Linked DNA regions of Drosophila melanogaster: region 2 is linked to region 1. Evidence: chromatin contacts called from public HiChIP or PLAC-seq data. All regions are on one chromosome and are shown on one strand. The core of a region is the stretch at or near the end of the contact, and the rest is flanking DNA. Distances in the headings are between cores, read along the strand shown. Region 1 holds the start of CG9175. Region 2 holds the start of CG11050.

What was found. HiChIP or PLAC-seq counts read pairs in DNA pulled down with a chosen protein or histone mark.
Region 2: a contact with region 1 is called in an H3K27ac HiChIP or PLAC-seq map of the Kc167 cell line, with 3 times the contacts expected there. The contact joins the promoter of CG11050 here to the promoter of CG9175 in region 1. A contact is called at or near these places in 1 of 107 Hi-C or Micro-C datasets (the Kc167 cell line) and 1 of 6 datasets of contacts at active chromatin or transcription factors (the Kc167 cell line).

Annotation. Positions count from the first base shown.
Region 1 is chr2L:6,097,119-6,101,494 of dm6, reverse strand. It overlaps CG9175, which reads left to right and starts at 2,529. Exons shown (of 5, transcript NM_164681.3): 1 at 2,529-2,562; 2 at 2,658-2,939; 3 at 3,004-3,951; 4 at 4,022-4,184; 5 at 4,242-4,376. The coding sequence starts at 2,799. The coding sequence ends at 4,327. It overlaps stai (stathmin), which reads right to left and starts at 1,118. Exons shown (of 7, transcript NM_164682.3): 1 at 946-1,118.
Region 2 is chr2L:6,609,260-6,613,473 of dm6, reverse strand. It overlaps CG11050, which reads right to left and starts at 2,463. Exons shown (of 5, transcript NM_135208.6): 1 at 2,206-2,463; 2 at 834-989; 3 at 196-693. The coding sequence starts at 908.

The DNA of each region.
Region 1 (4,376 bases), core at 1,280-3,779:
TTAGCAAAATTTCACAAGCAAAGTCAACAAATTTCATTAGAAGCGTTGTAAAAAGCAATGCAAAGCCAAAAATAACGGAAAAATCGAGTTCGTTCTAAGAAAAAGAACAAAACAAAGTAGGAAAACAAAATATGTAAAGAGTTTCTTGACAGTCTCAAAAGTGTGTAAACTTGGATTTTGTTGTTTATTTTCTTGTATATTTAATATTTTTAATTTTTTTTTTGATTTATAAGTAAAATAAATATTGTTTAATTATATTTTATAAAAAAATTGCGTTTAATTAAGCAAAAAACCCTTAATTTTTAGCTTTAAAGTCAAAAATTCAACTTATTTCACAGTGTGTAAACAGTTTCTTGACAAACTGTATGTACTTTTGCTAAAGTCAAATGGGCAGGATATTTGAAAATATACCCGTTGCGTTTTGCACAACTTTGTGAAGCGAAATATGTATGTATGTTTGTATATTGCTGCCATATTTAAATGATAATATATAAAAATTAAATCATTTTAAATGATCAAATCAAAAATGATCATTGAAACTACACACACACATAAACATGTATGTATGTCTTTAAGTTCGCCGCAACTAAAGCGTTAAATACCTAAATATTCATGTACGTTGAGGTGAGTATAGATATGCATATTAAAGAAATTTAGATAGTCGCTGACAGCACTTTCAACTCCGTTAGGGCATTCAAATTACATTCAAGTACATACTTTATGTGTGTATCATATGTACAATGTACCACCACACAAAGTTCATATAATGCGTACATACACACTGATCTGCACTTTGTTACGGGAAAAAGAAGAGGTACAAAGCGCGAGGGAAAAGCAACAAAAGAGCTCTGCGCAAGTTGCTGTTGGTGCAATTGCGCAGTGGCGAAAAAAGGGATCTTGCACTGGATCAAACCAGATTGCACTCGAGGTTCAGAGGCCACTCACCTGTAGATTGCTTTCCAATGAAATAAGTTAGCACATGTACAGTTAATAATAGCATTCAAATAACGATAGACACACTGGACACTTTTGAATTGTTAACAGTTAAAATACGGTGCGAGAACTTCGGCAGTTGTTTTTTACAGTTGTGATCGCGTCGGCGAAAATTAAGCGAATGAGCAAGGAAGAAACAGAAAGCAGAGAAGAAAACGAAAGCAGCGACGCGGCGTCGCGATCGGTGAGCACCAGCTGGGCTTTGTTGTTGTTGCTGACCTGGAAGCTGTGCGAGTGGAAAAGAGATGGCGCCAGTGCGTCTTTTGTTTGTTTTCTTTTGTCGGTTATAATTCAAATGACAATTTTGAATTTATTATGTACGCCCAAAAAAGTCTGTTGAATCCCAAAAGTAAGATCCTAAACTTTTCAAATAAATACGAATGAGTGTTGTGACACTTCAAAAGAAACACAAGGACAACGAACTTGATTATGTCTTCCTTTTTGAAGCTTTTTATTCATTTAATAATTATAAATAATATACATACATACGTACATCCACTTGAATCAGGTTAACAATATTGACATATCACTTAAGCCACCTTGACTTCGATAAAAGTGAAATTTGATCAAAGTGCCGGAAAAACTTGTTCACGCACTATGAAAATAATTATAACAAAACTAGTTTAGGTGCGTAGACAGTAGACAGTTTTCACTTTAACGCCCATTTAAATTTAAATACAGCCTATACGATCTATGGCAAAATTGATGAGAAATTTAATTGAAATCTGATAAAGTTATCAACGCAGAGTTGACAAAAGTCAGAAAATAGCAATAAGAAACACCTAATAGAGAATTTAAGATGCTGCAGATTTGAACAATAACTCGTTCAACACGTTTCACACCTTTGTCTGATATATGTACATACATAAATAACTCCCACGTAAAGGAGTATATAAATATGACTTCGGAGTCCCCTTTGTGCCGCCCACCAGCGATTGAAGGTCATTTTGTCACAACAAAGAACCAGGAAGACCACTGCTGAGCTCCACCGCATTAATGACAATCCTGAAATATTATAATTTCTTATTTCACTTGGAAAAAAGAATTCCTTTTTCAAGTTGTTGCAGGGGAGAAATTTGTCTACTTTCTTTTTAATAAAATTTTATTACAAGTACAATTAAGCCTATCTCGTTCTTAAAGGTAGGTACCAGTAGGTACTGGTTATGAGGTGGATCATTGAACATTTCAAACAGGGTACATGGTATATTGTACCTTAAGGTACAAGGTAAAGAAGACAAGCCACGTTATGCAGCGTACTGGGTGCAATATACGCGTTGCAAAATAAATATCGCAATATACTTGAATTCTTATGTATATAAAAATGGTTAACAATTATGTACTTAAAAACATTAAGCTTATTGCGATAATTTTTAAAGTTACCTATCGATTAGAGAACAGCTGTGAATATTTTGATATTTCCAGCTGTTAACATTGCAGCCCATCAGCTGTTTGCTCACGTCACCAGTCTGGCAGCCCTGTTCATCAGCTGAAGACAGCTGACTGCTATGGCACCAATCACCAATCTGCCTATCGATGTATCGATACCTCGCCCTGCCACCGCTATTCAGTGTACGTGGATTTTTAAGACAACTTTCTCAGTCCAAAACACAATAAGAAAATAGTTCCCATGATTAACGTCCACTGAATCGACCCACAATTCCCAGTCAGTTAACAGCCGGAGTGTGCCAGCGGTAGACCCAATTAGATGTGCCTGCCCCGCGGCCAGAGCTGATAAACTCGAGTCAATCACTCAGCCCCAATCCCTCCGCCCCCAGCGTCCGGTCGATTGTGATATATTATTGATAATGGCCCACACCCGCCGTCCCAGCGACGGCCTGCTGGCCCGCGTGAACTTCCCGCTGTACGCCGTGGACATGCTAACCAGCCGCCACATTCTGGTAGCCGGAGGCGGTGGCTCCAGCAAAACGGGAGTGGCGAACGGCTTTGTATGAACTCAGCTCGCTCCGCCGCATTCTTGTGATGTTTCTAATCGACGATTGATCTTTCCAGGAGATCTATGAGCTGTACCACAACGGCAGCCACTTCTGCGCGGAGGAGGTTTTGCGCCATGAGACCGGCGCCAATGTGGTGATGAACTTCGCGGTGCGCAATGGCGGCCGGAGGGGCTATCTGTGCGCCGGCCAGGAGGCGCACTGTCAGATGTACTACGTCCAGCCGCGCGTTCAATCCGAAGAGGATGGGAATGGAAACGGTGTGGGCGTCGGGGACGGCAAGCCTGCTCCGGAGGAACGGCCGCACGAGAACGGCAACGTGCGCCAGCGAAACGCACACTCGGGCGTGGAGCCAGTGGCCAACGGGCACAGGCCACCCCTTTCCACCGCCGACATATTGCGTCAGTTTCGGCGACTGCATTTCGACATCCAGGCGGCGGATGTGATCCAGACGGACTTCCTCAAGGGCGCCGAGCCCCTGCAGCGCGTGGTGCGCATCAGCGGTAATGGCCGTCTGATGGCCACTGGCGGCACGGACGGAAAACTGCGCGTCTGGACGTTCCCCCAGATGACGCTGGCCGCCGAGCTGGCGGCACACAGCAAGGAGATCGATGACCTGGACTTCAGTCCCGACAGCAAGCTAATTGCCAGCATCTCCAAGGATGCACAGGGCTTGGTGTGGGACCTGGCCAGCGGCCAGCTGCAACACAAGCTGCAGTGGAAAACGCCCGAGGGGGCCAAGTACCTGTTCAAACGGTGCCGCTACGGAACCGTGGAGGCGCAAAAGGATAACTACCGCCTCTTTACCATTGCCAATCCGCTGGGCAAGGTGGGAAAGCAGCGTGGCTTCCTGCAGCACTGGGACTGTGCCAGCGGGCAACTGCGTCAGGCTGTGGCCATTGACGAAAGCCTCTCGTCACTGGCAGTGCGGGATGATGGTCGATTCGTGGCCGTCGGCACGATGTTCTCAGGCAGCGTATCCATGTACATTGCATTCAGTCTGCAGGTGAGCAGAGGCAACTAATCAAAGTGTACGTTAATAGTCTTAACTCCAATTCTTTGCTTACGTTTTGCAGCGCGTGCTCCACATTCCCCATGCACACTCCATGTTCGTAACTGGCCTCCAGTTCCTGCCTATTACCAACGAGGAGGGACCGCCCATTTCCAGCGACACGGAGGCAGCCGTTCTGTCCATTTCGGTGGACAACAAAGTCTGCATCCACAGTCTGTCCCAAAGACGTAAGCAATAAAATTGGTGTAAAATTGGAAATTATCTCACTGCCAACTTCTTTTTAGGTACAATCCCCGCCTGGATTGCCATCGTCTTTCTGATTGTCATGATTTTCGCCGTGTTCGTGCTGTGCTCCTACATTGGCATCTGATGCTCAATGGCCAGAAGAGAGTTATTCGATTTGCATTATTAGTTTGTAA
Region 2 (4,214 bases), core at 1,214-3,713, 510 kb before region 1:
AGCTCTAATATAAGTTATTAGCATTAAAAGCCAAATAAACAATAACAAAATGTTATCTCTTTGAAGAGTAAGGTTCTGTAGCAACCAGTTACTTGGTGGCAAAATCAAAACACGCAGGACATCGGGAAAAATCGATGCGAGCATATGACCCGCAAGTGGAGCGGGAAAAAACGCAGGCAAACCAGTTCCACATACCTTCAGGTTGCCGATGAGCTCCATGAACTGAAGTATCTCGCCGAGGCCCGAGCTGAAGCAGGGCTTCTTGCCGGCACTGGCCGATGCGGCGGCCACCTCGTGGCAGGATGCGCCCAGTCCGGGCGTCTCCACATCTCCGCCGCCCGTGCTGGCCGTGATTTCATCCGATTTCTGCGACTGCAGAGGCTCAGCTGCTAGCGATGACATGGCGAACTTGGTGGCGGTCTGCTGATGCTGCTGTTGCTGCGAGGACTTGGCACTGGTCTGTCCCTTGGCTGACTGCGTGTGGATGTGGCGCTGGATGTCCTGGCTGCGCTGCTGAAGTATCCGTCTGGCTAAGTGGTGTGATGTGAAATTCTGGCCGTGCGCCGACTCCAAATCCGACTCTGATTCACCGTGACTGCGACCGTCCGTGTGCGATGGCGAACCGTGACTGCTGTTGTCGCCGAACTTCGCTTGACTAGAGTGCTTTGTGGCGGCAGACGCTGTGGCTGTGCACTGAAAAAATATGTGGGTTATTCAAATCTAGCGTTGTAAAACTAAATGATAAAAGCAATACAAAATCTAATCTTGTATTAATTTTAAGCAAATATGCATGCAAATTGATTTTAATTATACGTTAAACTAATTATTTTTACCAGTGTCTTTGTGGCTCCCGACGTCACGCCGCTTGCTGTCGCTCGGAGCAACTGCTGTAGTTGTAGTGAGAACATCGCGACCACAGATGAGATCAAATTCAGATCGTGGGCCACAAATTTGTAGCCTGAGTCAAACACGTGATGTGCAAGTGGCGTCTGTAGGTGAGAAAGGGAGGGAAATACATAATCGTAAGTGTTGTTGTCATGAGCAACAATTCGGAACAGTTTTATTGCATGCGATTAATTTGACTGAGAAAATGAGAAATAAAGTGTCATGGGATAAACTGTTATCTACGTTTCTGTTGATTTATGGAAATATGCATATTTAGGCATAATTAAAATCTACTTAAAAACGAATTGAAAGCACTTGATCTGTAATTTCACACTAATTAACAACAAAAAATGCGAGACAAGTAATATATTTTTAAAAATTTAAAGTATTAATACTTTAATGATATTTCCACTTCAATAGGCTGATGCAATGTATATTATGCACACAACCAGTCACTTTTCGCAAAAACACAAAACGAACTGAGGCAATTAAAAATTATTTATTTATTGCAAAACACAATGTCGAAAATGATATTGCTTTTTAAATTTTATAGGTCGTCCAAAGTGCAATCGATGGGCAAAAATAATTAGTTTCTTATCAGCTGTCGGCACTTTTCTTCCCAGTCTCTCATATAAACATAAACATGAAAATGTATGTTTATATGTATGTTGGTACAGTTCGGTTCAAAACAATAACACTAAAATATTACAAAGGATTTAACAGGAATTCCAAGCAATCACAAGAGTTTTAAATCTTAGTTTGCAGTAAATTATGATATACAAAACTAAAGTGAAATAATTAAATAATTTATACATGAATGGAACCGTTTGAAATTAAAGTTTGTTTGCACCTATGTATGTGCCTATGGAATGGAAATGGCTGAAACACACAATCGACTTCAAATTTTGCGCACTATTTTACCGCCGCAGCTGTTTCTCTGATGCACGTGTGTGTGTGTGTGTGTGTAGTTCGGCTACCTGGGTGCAAGAAGTTCCGTTAGAACAGGGGCAGCGAATAAATAGGAAGCGATGCCGAGAATTGACAGGCAGCTCAAGGTGAAGGCGTTCGATCGCGGGGAGGGGGAATTCGTGGCGGTACGTTGTGTGCGTCGTGTGGCACGTAAGCACCGTTAGTTCGTTGCAATGTTGACGACTATGAGCTGCGCCCGCCGATGAGAAACTGAAATGCTTTCTTTTGATTCGGCAACGCGACCGCCGCGGCCACAGCGCTTGTAATTAGATACCATCGCACACCCACACACACACACATCGCACACGCGCACAACTACAACAACAAAACGAAATAGTTAGAATTACTAACGGAATTTATGCAACAGCTCAACAATCTGCATTCTGCATCACCAAGCGCTGTGCATCGTGCTGCGATGAATATTTTTAATTTAATACACCAATCCACTCGATCTCTCGCCCGCCGACGGGCAAATAAACAATGTTGCGCGCTCTTTTATTCAATTGTGTTGGCTTTTCGCAGCAATTGCACAATTGTCTTTTTTCGGTTACACTTTTCGTTATTCTGACCGCGAGCAGCTGTTGGCGTCGGTGTGACCAGGTCACGGCAAAATGCCATCGAGCAGCGGCGGTCAGCTGCTTGCTTGAGTCATCAGGGCTGGGTAAACCGAAATTCGTGGTTTCACTCCGAGCCTTACTGTATTGGTGATAAACTTGGATGAAAACATTTTCTGGCAGTCTGGCAGCGCCCTGCATTTAACACTGCAACAAAAAGGAGGAGTGAGTAAAATAAGTAAAGTTAAAGGGTTAAAGGGCAAAAATGGTTATGGCTTAAATCATTAAAAAGAAGTAACATTTGTGATGATTTATTGAATTCGCAAAGATTTCGCATCAGCAACATATAGCTTGAAGGATTAAATATCCTTCGAAATACTTAAGAGATTTAACCCAAGCAATACCCACTGTGTATCTGTTTTTTATTAATATTTCATGATTCAAGCTCTGTATTAAACCGCTTTCTTGTGTAGCTACTTTGTTATAATTATTTACTTTCCAGATTATATTGCAATCGCTTTCTGACAGAAATAGGTCGCCAAATAAGTCGCTTCTAAGGCAGTTAAGCGCGGAATGAGTTAGACTAAAACTGTCAAAACGTCAACCACTAAGCCCAAAATGGATCCAATGGATCTGGAGGGCAGTGCGACCACAAGCCAATTTAATTGATTCCAGCCAACTGTCACGTTGGCAGTCGCGTTTTTGGGGGACTGGGCGATAATTTGGACGGCTTCCGGTTGGGCGATGCGGATTATGAATAAATTTAAATCGACGGTTACGACTTATGCATATTTTAGACAACATTACCGCACATAAATCCGTTGCATCTATTATGCAACAGCGCTTTGCTTGCGGAAATGATTTATTTATGGGTCAACTAGCAGTCAAAGTGCAGGCTTATTTGTATTTTTTTTTGTAACTGCGTTTGTGGAAATCCTCAATGGAAAATGTATTAACATTTATTTTATCGGCGGTATGCAATTAAATTGGTGTAATCTTTTGCGCAAATTTCATAATTGATTCGAATAAATTGCTGCACAATTTTACCCATCATCAATTTAAAATCTTTTACAATGGCATTAGGAAAAGTTGTAGCACTCAGTCAACAAAAAAGATAGAAGTTTGAATATATATATCCTTTATATATTTACTGATATAGATATGCATGATTTTGCAACATCAACTTATTTTTGCAATGTCCCAAGGACTTGATTATCTTCCGGCGCAGCTGAATCTCTTTGAGGGGCATACCAAAAATTTTTCAATTTCAGCAGATGCAACTTTTCATCCATTTCCTTATTTTGCTGCGTAACTGGCAAGTGAAGCGCTAATGAAAAACTTTGACAGAAAACTGCATTCCTGCAGGGAAATTGAAAGCCTGCGCCGAATGACAGGAAAAATTGCGAATAAGAAGAAGTTGGAGGACAGGCACTAAGGAAGGAATAACAATAGTCTGCCACGGTCGATGGGCCAACGCGGCGTATGATTAATGCTACCCCGGCATCAATGGAAATCAATTAATTAACGACAACAACAAGGAGCTGCCGAGGCAGGAATCGATGGGAAGTGGAAAACAAAGGACACGCGCTCTCGTCTGCTCATGAATGAATCAGCGATTGAATGAATGAATGAGTGTAATGACTCTTTCATTAAGCGCTGGACCGTGAATAAAGCATTAACCCAACCAGCAACCAGCAACCAGGCAGCATAATTTGCCCGGAGCAGCTGCATAAATTTCCATTCACTTAGACAAATGTGACAAAACGGAAATTGCAAACGGAGCTAAGCACTCGGTAGCATTTCAGT